Regions from separate parts of the Mus musculus genome. Here region 2 is linked to region 1. A link is a contact called in public Hi-C data. All regions are on one chromosome and are shown on one strand. The core of a region is the stretch at or near the end of the contact, and the rest is flanking DNA. Distances in the headings are between cores, read along the strand shown. Region 1 holds the start of Ccdc59 (coiled-coil domain containing 59). Region 2 holds the start of E2f7 (E2F transcription factor 7).

Evidence for each region. A called contact is a pair of places that touch in the nucleus more often than the background predicts.
Region 2: a contact with region 1 is called in a Hi-C map of CD8 T cells, with 7 times the contacts expected there. The contact joins the promoter of E2f7 here to the promoter of Ccdc59 in region 1. A contact is called at or near these places in 1 of 39 promoter capture datasets (pre-B cells) and 1 of 484 Hi-C or Micro-C datasets (CD8 T cells).

The regions. Positions count from the first base shown.
Region 1 is chr10:105,839,818-105,843,251 of GRCm38.p6, reverse strand. It overlaps Ccdc59 (coiled-coil domain containing 59), which reads right to left and starts at 1,773. Exons shown (of 4, transcript NM_025602.3): 1 at 1,597-1,773; 2 at 404-710. The coding sequence starts at 1,750. Mettl25 (methyltransferase like 25) reads left to right here and starts at 1,872. Exons shown (of 12, transcript NM_207522.2): 1 at 1,872-2,176. The coding sequence starts at 1,933.
Region 2 is chr10:110,743,873-110,747,306 of GRCm38.p6, reverse strand. E2f7 (E2F transcription factor 7) reads right to left here and starts at 1,868. Exons shown (of 13, transcript NM_178609.5): 1 at 1,628-1,868; 2 at 883-975. The coding sequence starts at 975.

The DNA of each region.
Region 1 (3,434 bases), core at 524-3,023:
CTGGTTATGTTGCCCATGCTGGCCTGGGACTGGGAATTGTCTGGACTCAGGTTCCTAAATGTTGGGCTTCCAGATCTACAACATCAAACATAGTCCCCCACCCCCAAATTAAGATGCACACATTAATACTGCGCTTAATTACGGTCCAATTATATTACATGTTCTTGAGAGGCTGCAATTCAAAACTCAGATCTCTTAATTCTCATTTCCTATTTTCGACATCTCTGCTCAACTAGCCTCTTTCAGTCATTTAACACTAAGTGGGGAGACTCCATGAAATACCATTACATGACTTGAAAAAAGTGCTAAGAAAAATCCTGATTCTTACAAATTTTTCCCTGTGTCGTCAGTAAAACATTCTTTACATTTAAAGTGAGGAATTTCTGAAGACGGAGGTGCTTACCTTCCTGTGTTCAGCTCTTCTGGCTGTGGCTGGTGACCACCTGGCGGTTCTTCAGAGGAAGTCTGCTCAGTGCTGCCCTCCTCTTCAGGCAAAGGCCGGTCAACCTGTTCTTCTGACAAAGCCAGGCCAGCCTTTCTTTGCTGTTTTCTGAGTCTTTCCTCTTCGGCCAGATAGAGGTGTTTCAGGTGCTCTGGGTAACGATCTGTGAACTGGGACTCCTGTGACGCTGGTGCCTCCTTCACCTTCCACAGCAATTTCTTGTAATTTTGCTGGATCTTCAGTTTTCTCCGAAATGCAAAACCTTGTCCTAACATTGAAGGATTTCAGTTACAATTACTTTAACAGAAAATGAAAACTAAATATTTTTTTCTTTTACTTTATATTCAAATGAGAGAATTACTTGGCTTTGCTTTAAAGATAAGGTTAGGCAACCATTTAATGGTACACTGAAGAGCAAGGTGGCCCTTTACCTAAATATAAGGGTAACAGCGAGTTGTCAGACATCACATTAAAAACTCTAAGTACAGTAAACTAAACTTTACTGCTCACCTTGAATTTAGACTCATATCCACAAATTACATTTTATTTAATCCACATACAATCTCACTTGGGTCTTCAGTAAACACTTAATAAATAAAGTAGAGTAGTCTAGTATTTTTCCCTTGGAGGATCTTACTAATCACTTATTTTCCAAAACACAACACAAAACAAAAGGGGGAGGTACTGTACAACTTTCTGAACACCTGTCGATTATTCTTAGATCGAACAAAAACCACTTAAGCATCTGACATGCAACGAGAGGCCTTCAAAGACAAGACATCGAATCGAATCTAAGGAAGGCAGCAGTATGAGACTGGAGGGCTACTGTGGTGTCTTTTGGTTATCAAAGCTTTGGGGCAGAGTATTTTAATGTAATATTGTATCTATATTACATACTTGCTGTAGTAGAGATGCAAGTATGTCTGGGTGCTTCTTAGCCAAGCGCACCTCTAGACGCCCCGTGTCTTCGCTTAGACCTGAGATCTGCGTTAAATCACTGAAGCTGACCGCACCGTCCGGTTCTCAGTCAAAGGACTGAGAAGCTCTCGGACTTGGCGAGCTTAGGAACGGCTTCCCCGATCTCAAGCCGGATCCCATCCTACTCCCTCGACTTCGGCGGGCCCGAGCGCTCCTCCACGGCTGTCCCTCCTTACCCTTGCGCACGCTCCCCCGGAAGGCTTGCTGGGGGTTCGGCCGCCAAGTCCTGCGCTTCCCATTCTGGTTTCCGAATCTGACCTGAGAGATCCCTTCCCCACGCGCCGCAAACCCTCCGGTCCGCCACTTGGAAGACGGCCGCGAAGGCGCCATCTTTTTCCACGGTGGGAGTTCCTGGAACGCCAGTGGACGCCGACCTAACACGTCACGAGGCGGAAGCAATCAATCGCCCAACCCGGCGCGTGCTCGGAGCTCGACTGCCTCAGCCTGAGCCGCTTCCGGCGGGGAAGAGAGGGGTCGCGCGGCCATGTTGGCGCCACCTGCAGCCCCGGAGGATGAGCGTCATGGCGGCGGCCTGCCCTCTGCCCAGGACCCCGGACCTGCCCACGCTGCACGACAAGTTACAGGGCTTGCTGAGCTTCCTCAGGGGCGCCCTGGCCATTTCCAGCGCGCACACGGTGGACTTCTACACCAAGTCGGTCTGGCAGGAGCTGGTCGACCTGCCCCCTGAGAGCGTGCTGGCGGCGCTGAGGGAGTCGGCGGTGGAGGCCGAGCCGCGCGAGGCAGAGACGGGATCAGGTGACTGGCGGGGCGGGCGGGGCGGGCGGGGCGGGGGCTGTCAGCGCGCCCCCTGGTGGAACTCGGCGGAAGTGGCAGGGACTTGAAGGATGCTGTTACCTAGGAGATGAATTGGAGGGAGCTGAATAGCGAGGATGGATGGAGACGGGCGGGGTCCCCTCTGGGTTCTAATCTGGGTGTTGGTCAAGTTCCACAACTTAAAGTAGTCAACCCGGGGAAGAGGCGTTCCTTCATTTATTGATTCAACAATTTAGTTTTGAAAACATCTAAAGGCTGTGTGATGATCAATACAAAGTAGAAGTGGACTTGGGGGACCAATAAGAGCCAGTTCCTACTCGGCACAAGGTATCGTGGATTAGGATGGTGATAGTGAAAGCTTTGAGTGCTCGCTAGTTAATTTGAAAACACACCTTTAATTCCCAGCACTTGGGAGGCGGAAGCGGAGGCAGGCAGATTTCTGAGTTCGAGGCCTGCCTGGTCTACACAGAGAAACCCAGTCTCGGGGAAAAAAAGAAGAAGAAGAAGAAGAAAACTGTATTTTCAATATCAGTTATGCACCCTGGTGTTTTCTAGGCTCTGGAGTTTGATACCCGCAAGAAACTTAGATTCTACCAACTTAGATTCTATTCTGGAAATAGAGGAACAGGAACAGTAGCAGCTACTGGAATTGCTTGTGCTTTGCTTCCAGGTGTTCCAGATGTTGTCAGCATTAGTGAACTTACTTAATCACTGAAGCAGCCTGTAAATGCAAAGTGCCCCGGGGGCGGAGGTAGGGGCCATGGAGGGGGGGGGGTTATAATGGTAGAACTTAAGACACATTGGTTCTTGGGCAATAGTTCCTGGTTGTTGGAAAGTTAGACACCCTTTCAGTTTGCTCCCATAGTATTCTGCGTTGATAACCTGGTACATAAACTTGTAGAAAGCAGGAACCGTATTTGCCTTAACCAGGATTCCAACGTGTGGGAAACTATTTGGCATACATTAAGTACTCTATAAAATATTTGTTGAAAAAAAGTGACTCTTGTTGGCTTTCAAAAAGAAAAAAAAAACGAAGAAAATACAAGAAAACAAAACTTTTAAGTGCAGAGCAAACCTTTGTTTAACTTTGTCTCTTCCTGATGGGCTATTACCTTATATATACTAATAGCTTGATTCATTGGTGCCTATTGTATGTTCTGCAGTTTGCTTTTGCTAAAAGTTTTTTTTTCCTGTTTCCTCTGTGTGTGTGTGTGTGTGTGTGTGCAAAAGTCTGAGTACC
Region 2 (3,434 bases), core at 619-3,118, 4.9 Mb before region 1:
CATACATATACATATACATATACATATATATATATAGTTGTAGTCTTAAGTAACTTTAAGAATACTCTTTAAAACAAAAACGTCTTGGTATACATGCCCCCCTCTAACAAACATAATAGCTGCCAAATATTGTATAAAGTCTTGTATAAAGGCAAGTCTTTTGTCACCAGGCAGGTTCACTGTTGATGCTAACCTAAAACTAACACTTGGACTCCAGAGAGGTTCAATGCCTAAGGAAGTTGCTACTAGAGATTTCCATTCCAGGTTTCTGAAACTGGTTTGTTACATCTGTTTGCTGTTGCTTAAACAACGCTCAGATTCACAGCTCTGTCTTCTCAAAAGGACATCTGTTCTGCACACCTGTGCTGATGCAGGCCAGGGTGGTTTAGACATTGCTGAGTGTGTGGCTCAGTATATCTGAAGCAGAAGGGCTGTCAACTATTCAGAGGAGCTGGTGAGGGTCAGTCACATTGACCCCTGTCTAGGAGGCAAGGCTGTAACTCTTGGGAGACATCTCTGTAGTTGGTCCATTAGGAGGAAGGTGGTGTTTCTCAGCATTCGGACATTAAATCCAGTATTTACAACAACAAAATCCTGTTCCAGGGAATTAACGCTTTCTAATTTCTTCCAACATTAATTCAACTGCCCTTGGGATCTCTAGGCATCACAAACTTCTGATCACTGCATCCAGAATGCACCTTTGGCTTCAGAAGCTGGTTCCAACACTAATGACTTAAGAGGAGCCGAAACAAAGGTCGCAATGGCCCCATTCTCTAAAAACTCCTCTATAACGGCCATCACAATTATGCTGTATACGAGACGAAAGCTAGGCATCACCATCCAAAACATGCTGGAGACTATAAAGTATTTATTTGTGCTTACCTTTTGTGCGTTCTCTGCATCTTCAATGGCAAAATCTAGTCTGGTCTGCCTGGGGCTGATCAAGTCTTTTAGTGTTAAACAATTCACCTCCATCTGGAACACACAACTATATCAGAAAATGATTTTACATTTATTTCCCCCTACAACAACAACGACAAAATGCCACTTGTGAACATCAACTTTCCCTTCCTACAGCATTCCTGGAATTTTCCAAGAATGAAGACACCCTCCATTCCTCATTAAAACTCACACGGACAAACACTTAAAATATACTTAGGAATCACTGGAAATCTGGGAAGACGAAAAAACTGAACAAAACTGCAATCCTTTATGAAAAGCAACAGGCAAAATAGTTACCAAGGAAGGAAGGTGTTAGGCAAATGCCAAGAAAGTTACAGGGTCTCCCAGGTCAGTTAATTTTGGCGCAAAGAACCGGGAGGAATTCAACTTTGAGTGGGTTTGATCTAGGGGGTAGACTGAAACCTGATCTAGAGACCAACCCATGCGGGAAGCGCTCAGCCCCTCCCTAGGCATCTAAGCACACCCCAAGTGAAACTCTTCCCAGGGGACCCCTAAATCGTGGGGGTAGGTGGTAGTGGGGACCAGCCTCCTTCACCTAGCGCTGCAGCCAGCACAACCCCAGGGGGCACTCGGACCCGGGGCCTGTGGGACGGCATCCAGGGCGGCGGGTAACCCGTCTCCGCATTCCCGCCTCCCCATCCGAGGGGGCCGCACGCTTCCTTACTGTCGCTGCGCGATGGAGGGTCTCTCCGGGGACGTCCGCAGCCGCACGCGTGAGCGGGCAGAGCGTGTAGATCTCAGCGGCCGGCTGGCGACATGGGCAGGGCAGGGCAAGGCTCGCAGATCCTCCGCTCCACCCGCGGTGTCCGCGTAGCGACAGCGTCTCCTACCCGCCTAAGCCAAGCTCCAGCCCTGGATCGCGGTCCCCGCTAAAACACCTCCTCTGGCGCCTTGAGACTGAATTTGAGCATTCACCAATGCGCGGCGGCCGGCGGGGCGGTGCCGACCAATGGCGCGGCGGCACGGCCCGAAGCCCCGCCCCTCGCTGTCTTGGCGCTCGGCGCCGCGCCTTTCCTCCCCTTCGCCCGCCCGCCGGATTGTTGTCGCCTCGCCCCCTCCCCCTTCCGGGTACCTGGAGGCGGTGACGCGGGAGCGTTTCCCGCGGGGACGCGGGCGCGGACGCGGGAAGCCGGGGCGGGGCGGCGCGGGCCGGCGCGCTCTCCGCGGGGCGCCCTTTTGTTGTGGGGGACCGACCCACGCCGGCCCCCAGCGCAGCAGATGGAGCCGGGGAAACGATCCGCACGCGCGGGATGCTGCGGACGCCGCCCTGCCCCCAGCAACCTGCGGGAGCCGAGTTGCCGGGACCTGCCAGGGCGGCTCCCTAGCACCCGGCGCCGCCAGGTGACACGTGAACCCTGGTTAGCACCTGGGCTGCGAGCAGATGGCACGCCCGTTAGCCCTGGGAACAACCCCGGCAGCCGCACCAAAGGGGGTTTTGCAAAAGGTTTCCTGGTGTTCCCTCTCCAGAGCATTAGAGATGGTCGAGAATGTGTTATTAGACAGTTTCTAGTAAGGACTAGCTTGGGGGATGGGGGAACAGTCAAGAATATCTCTGGAATATTACTGATTTCTATTAGACCTTTCACTTCCTTCGGATTCTTATTTAAAATATGAACCTAAGGAAAGACTGCTATTTTAGGCCCCTCTTGAGAAACTCTTGTTTAGAACCGTTTTGGATTTGCACAAAAAACTGAAAAGATACTTTAAAAGAGTTCACTCACATCTAGTACCCAGTTTCAGCCACTTATGTAAGTACAAAGCACTTGTTTAAGTCACTATTTATTCAGGTTTTCTTTTTACCAAATGCTTTTTTATTTCCTGTTGGAGGACATCGCTTTTGTTCATCTCTCCTAAGCTCCTGGTTCAGTTTCTTGGGTTGATCCCCAGATTTTCCCCGAGTACTGTTATTTTGTAGGGTGCCCTCAGCTGGGATTTATAACGGCCTCTTTAACACATGCCCACGAGTATTTCCCCACTTCAACGCAAAACTATCATTCTCATTACCCCGTCTTAGCCGTTCCGTGCAAAGGCCCCACCCTTCACCTCTCAGCTCTCAAAAATGTACAATGAGCCATCAGAAGAATTCAAAATATTTACTCAAGTCCTTCGGTTTTTACTCCAGTCTGCTGGTACATTCAGCCTGAAAATGGCTACCGGACTATACCTTAGAAAAGACCAGAACGCATGTAAAACAATCCGCATGAACAAATAAACAATAGTAGCTTAAAAAAAAAGTATGTCTATGGCAAATAACAATTTGAAGACTATAGGGATAGCTCAGCCAATAAAGTGCTTGAAGGATCAGAGTTGGACCTCTGGTGCCCATGCTGGTGTGGAGGTGCCTGTGCTTGCAGCACCAGCAGGCACAGACCGATCCCTGGGGCTTGCGGACTAGCCTGTTTAATAAGCTCCAGATAAAGGAAAGACCCCCGTGTCAAAAACCAGAGGTATGGGGTTGGAGAGATGGCTTA